2 separate regions of the Zea mays genome follow, and region 1 is linked to region 2. The links are chromatin contacts, called in public Hi-C maps. All regions are on one chromosome and are shown on one strand. The core of a region is the stretch at or near the end of the contact, and the rest is flanking DNA. Distances in the headings are between cores, read along the strand shown. Region 1 has its middle 6.3 kb from the start of LOC103627441. Region 2 holds the start of LOC100272444.

Region 1 (2,700 bases), core at 67-2,566, 110 kb before region 2:
CAAGGCAGCAAGGTGTCGTCTCGTCTGTCTGATACTAATCGCATGCATGCAAAGCCTGTAACGGCTGAACACATGACAGAAAGAATCGTAGAAAGCCATCCGTAGTTGCCTAAGCCTAGCTCCGCCTGCACCACGCAGCGCAGGTGCAGGATCGCCGGGAGAACGACGCAACAGTGGCGATCGATCAGTGGCGCCGGGACGAATCTCTCCGAGGCGAGTGGATTCCGTCGTCGTGTCGACCTCCGTGTGGCCGCCCGGAGGAATCTGTGTCGTGGCCGTGTGGAATTGAAGAAGCCCTTTTGACCCCCCTCTGATCGAGTGGTCGTCTGAAAATCTAGGAGCAGCGCGCGCGAAGGCGGCCTACTAGATTCTACGCCGCATTACCAGCTGGGTGCCATGATATCGATATCCTTTTCTTTTTTTTTCCTTCCCACGGCTCACTCTCTCTTGTCAGTGTGTGTGTGAGGGCGAATAATAAAAAGCGGGCGCGCGGCAAGTGGGTTGCATTGGCATGCTTACTGCTTAGCGCTAGTGCCCTCGGCTTCTGGTTATTAGCAAAAGAGCCTGGTTCCGTTGCGAGTTGGACAAAGACGCATTTCTCTCTCTCTCTCTCTCTCTCTCTCTCTCTCTCTCTCTCTCTCTCTCTCTCCTTGATGCGGCAAAAAAGCGAGGTTCCAGGTGCCTTTCTTCGAGTGCAAGGTATCCATGCGTATCTTTCACCTCTCGCTTGCTTGCTGCTCGCCTCCGAGCCAACTTTACCTGCACTGCACTTGTTCACAACTTTCTTTTTTAAAATTTTCACCTACTAATAAGGGCACGGCCGGTTAGCTCATTAATTCCAGGCCCAGGAACTGTTCCAATTACTCTTTTTCTCTCTTACTTTTTGAAACAAAATTTACGTAGACACAAAAGGCGCCATAATTTCCTTTTATCAAGGGGGAAAAAAAATCCACCATCGTGGACGTTATGTTTCTGAATCTCTGATTAACCTACTACCCACCACTTAATGCTGATAGTGATTTAATCAGTTCTGAAAACGCAAAGCACTTTTTGAAGCATATATTTCTGCAAAGCTCAAGTCTGATGAGGTGGACAGCCCCCCCCCCCCCCCCCCCCCCGAGTGCCCAACATTCTTTTTGGATGACGTCACCACCACCGGTGCAGCCACCGAAGAAGGAATCTACAAGATGTACCTCGCCTGCAGGGATGCAAATCTGTATGTGTGCAAAAGAAAGACACACACACACACTGCATATGAGTGTGTGTGGATGATGTGATCTGCATATAGTACTACTAGCTTTCAGGTAGGGTCGTGTAGTGCTCCCATCTCGGGGGGTCCTACACCCGAAAAAATAACAATATGACACCTTTCTGCTGCACCGGCAGTGTGAGCGTTGCTCGTGCGCAAGCACTGACATGGATGAATAATAATTTTGTGTCGTAGACGAGGTACTTAGAACTTTAGACCGACTAGATTTATATATATATACAGGGAAGAGGTAATGGAAGCCCTGGGCTTCCGTTAGTGGACGAAGCCCCAGCCAGAGAGACCGATCGGGTCGCGTTCGGCCCACTGGACGCCAGCCTGCACCATTTATGCAAAGGATAACCACGTATCCCGTCTTACACGCGACATGCAATTACACAACCATAAATATGTGTACAAATGTGCATAACTCATGCATAAATGGAATCTTTGCATGCCAGGAATCACGCGCACGAATATTTGCATGTGCTAGACGTTTACGACTGCATAACGTTGTGATACATGATAGCGTAAACCATGCAAACATTTAAAATCTCCCACCGGTTTTGAGATAAGGAAAGACGTGCTCTTCGTGCGCGTAAATAAAGGCGCAGTTACGGGAGAAAACAAATACGCACACATAAATATATGTAGTAATGTGCATAAATCATGCATAGAAGGGATATTTTGTACCTTGACTCACGGAAACGAATATTACCATGTGCACACCGTTTACGACTCCATAACGATGTGTAACATGATAGCATAAACCATGCATTATATAAATCTTGACCAGTTTGATATAAGGAAAGACGTGCTGCATAATCGCGTAAATAAAGGGACAGTTACGGTTCGAGGAGCATTAGTAGAAGGAAATAAATTTTAATTTACAGCCGCAGTTCGCGGGTTCTGCTCGGGCGGATTCCAGCGTAAAACGTGAGCTAAAACATCGTAAATGAGTACGAAATTTAGCGTAAATCATATATTTGTTTTGTAACAGCAAACGAAGCCCAAAATTACGGCGTGAAAATCGCGTGCACCAATCGTGCGCGGGTTCTGGCTAGGGCAGATTCCGGCGTAAAACGTGAGCTAAAACATCGTAAATGAATACGAAATTTAGCGTAACTCCTATATTAGCTAAAACAGCGTAGATTGATCACGTTCGATCGTGCACGGATTTTGGCTTGGTCAAATTTCAGCGTAAAACGTGAACCAAACAGCGTAAATGGGTACAAATTTTATCGTACATCACCAATCTATTTCGTAACAACGAATGTGGCCTAAATTACGACGTCAAAATCGCGCTCCGATCGTGCTCGGGTTCTAGGTCAGGTGGATTTAAGCGTAAGACGTGATCCGAAACAGCGTAAATGGATACGAATTTTAGCGTAAATCAATGATCTGTTTTAAAACGACGAATGTGGAACTTGCTTTTTAGTGGAAGCGTAAAATGC
Region 2 (2,700 bases), core at 62-2,561:
CACACCTTCACAGTAGGCAAGTAGCAACAGAAGATGTAGATTTACTTCTCTTCGAGCTCTATAATTTTCATATAAAGTTTATCTTCATCCAATTTCATATCCAATTTCATAATTTTATAACTATATTATTATACAGAAAAAAGAAAATTGGGTACCTGAATTCCGGGTATTCGTATCCAAGCCGAATATCCAGGTATTTACAGGGCAGTACTCGCTCCGTATCCGATCCGAATATGAAGCTGAACTATCTGGACATTACCCATATCAGTCTCAAATATAAAAATATCTGAATCCATATCCGAAAAAATAAGTATTTCTACTATTCATATTCGGTAACGACGGTTATACCGATCCGTTTTCACCCTTACTTTGTATGATAGTAGTAGGACCAAGCAAACCCACACCTTCAAAGTTGACAGGTAGAGGCGAGTAGCAGCAGATGCAGATATACATCTCCTTGCAACAAACACTTGGATAAGCGAGAACAGAAAAGATCTTTGTCTCTTTTGCTCCCGTCCCATTTGACCTCCCACCGCCCCTCCGGACGACATATCCGCCGCTCTGAATGAATCCGCCATGGGCATTTTGTACACACTACACGCTAGGTCGCTAGCGATGGATGGCACCGTGCTCGGCCGCACTGGGCTTAAAAAATGAGCTCGGAGCTGTCATGTCCTAATAACTCCCGATGCCACCGAGGGAGAAATCTTCTTTTAATTTACCAAATGCACGCGCACAATTGGAACAGGTAAGCTGGTGACCAGGAAAGCAATTCCAGGGAGCGGGAGGAAGACTAAAGAAAAAAAAATCAAGGAGACGACGGAAAGGAGGTGAAGACGAGTACTCGATTCTTTCCTCGATCGCTAGAAAAAGTGGAAGCCAAACGAAGAAAGCTGATAGAGAGAGAGTAGACTAGCAGTAGTAGTTTATAGTGGCAATAATGGTTTGGCAGGCATTGGGAATCCCGGCGCCAGTGTTTCCATCCCCAGCGCTGAATTCCGAGAGATCTCGTCTGCCCTCTCGTCCTCGTCGGGCCGTCACGGCAGCGGCTCGGCTCTCACTAGTTCGCTAGTGGTGTGCGCCAAGTTGTGGAACTGGCCTTTTGCCCGCCCGCCCCCTTCCTTTTTTGAGCGCATATAAGCGAGCAGCGTTTCGCCTTTGGGATCGGCGGGGCCGCCGCTTTTTGGTTGCGCTCTCCCCTCCTCTCCTCTCCCCTGTACCCTGCCTTTCCATTGGAGCGCCCAAAGCCGGACGGCACCACCATTTAAAGGAGGCCAAGCGCGCACACGGCGGAGGAGAAGAGACCAACACCTCACACTCCATTCACGCCAGGGATCGATCGCGCCGCTATAGCTGCTGCACCTGCACGCTTTGCCTCTTCTTCGTTCTCTGCCGCTGCGCTAGCTAGCTGCGGCTCCGAGCCTCCGACGCAGGTGCGTTTCTTGATTTACTCAGCTCTTGGAATTCGGTAGCGTGATCGGGAAAAGATCCTGATTTGGCTAGGATAGGGCCGGCGGGCGCCGGGGCCGTGCTCGTGCTCGTGCGTTAGTGTTTTAATTTCTTCATTCCGATGCGTGGCCTAAGAAAGGAGACTGGCGCTGGCGGTCGCTCGGGTCGGCGTGGAATTCGATGTGGAAAGCGAGATCGTCTCGGATAGTGCCCCTGCGTGCGCGCCTGGGGGCCGCTGTCTTTCGTGCAATCGTCGTTGCTTGATTTGGTTTCTTCCTTTCAGTTCAAGTCTACCCGTGCCGCTTCCTTAGTGTACGAGCAGTTCCATCGATTTCCTGCCTAGCCACTCTTGTTTCTTAGTGCCTCCGCGATTGCTCTCATGTGCAGCGGATTCCATCTTGAAGTGTCCACCGTGCTGGAGGGTTTGGCTTCTTCGCGTTCTTAGTTAGCCTTTGTTGGTATTGTAGAGACCCTACAGGAGGCTAGTCTTTGAGGTTCTTTTGCTAATCGCTTCTTTGATTTCTCCTACTGAAAGCATGATTAAAACCTTGTGTACTCAACTCTTGATAGTTCGTTTCAGTTTTGGTTCTTTCTTGCGGTGAAAATCTCTTGTGCAATTCCTCCGAGGAGTCCCACAACTCGTTCCTACCATGAATACATGATGTTAGTAGTATCTTTAAGAATACAAACATGAACTCGTATTTGTCGGTTCATCTATGATGTGGTTTTGATATAGTTAACTTGTACTGAATGTACGACTCTTGCTCTGTGTACTACAGTGTTCTGCTGCTGACATGGCTGAATTATTTCCACATGGTGCAATCATTCTTTTTCGTATATATATAAGTGCTAATGATAGTCCATCTACTTATGCCAGCTTTGGTTAGCCACTTCTTGTAAGACCTATGTGAGTAACTAGTTATTGAGGACATTTGACTACAATAAAAAAACAAACTGACTGAGCATTGGATGGTCTTCAGACTCTTTTCTTCTTTTTGTGAAGTGATCGCTGGTTCTTCTCTTTCAAAAGTTGGTTCTCGCTGACCAGCTGAAAGTTTATTTTGAATTGAATTACATTAAGTAATTATTGTACTACTTTGTGAGCTGTCGAATCTCTAGTTTTTCTTAATATCATGATACATAGCTCTCTTGCATGTTCGATAAAAAAAGATCCTCTATTTCTTTATTATTGTTCCCGAGGACCAGATTCGCCAATGTTCCTTCTTTCATGTCTTTTGTAGGAAGTCTAAT

What was found. Hi-C and Micro-C count contacts between places; a contact is called where the count stands out from the background.
Region 1: a Hi-C map of leaf shows a contact between it and region 2, with 7 times the contacts expected there. The contact joins the enhancer-like site here to the promoter of LOC100272444 in region 2. A contact is called at or near these places in 23 of 25 Hi-C or Micro-C datasets (bundle sheath, ear, endosperm and 6 more) and 1 of 3 datasets of contacts at active chromatin or transcription factors (seedling).

The regions. Positions count from the first base shown.
Region 1 is chr5:191,179,942-191,182,641 of Zm-B73-REFERENCE-NAM-5.0, reverse strand. No RefSeq gene overlaps it. Among protein-coding and RNA genes, the nearest start is that of LOC103627441, 6.3 kb to the right of the region's middle. Within about 2 kb of position 1,316, at least 19 of the 20 cell types and tissues checked have an H3K27ac peak or open chromatin away from gene starts, as enhancers often do. A contact at or near this core is called in bundle sheath, ear, endosperm and 5 more, where this site is marked.
Region 2 is chr5:191,071,557-191,074,256 of Zm-B73-REFERENCE-NAM-5.0, reverse strand. LOC100272444 reads left to right here and starts at 1,311. Exons shown (of 9, transcript NM_001146918.1): 1 at 1,311-1,433; 2 at 2,691-2,700.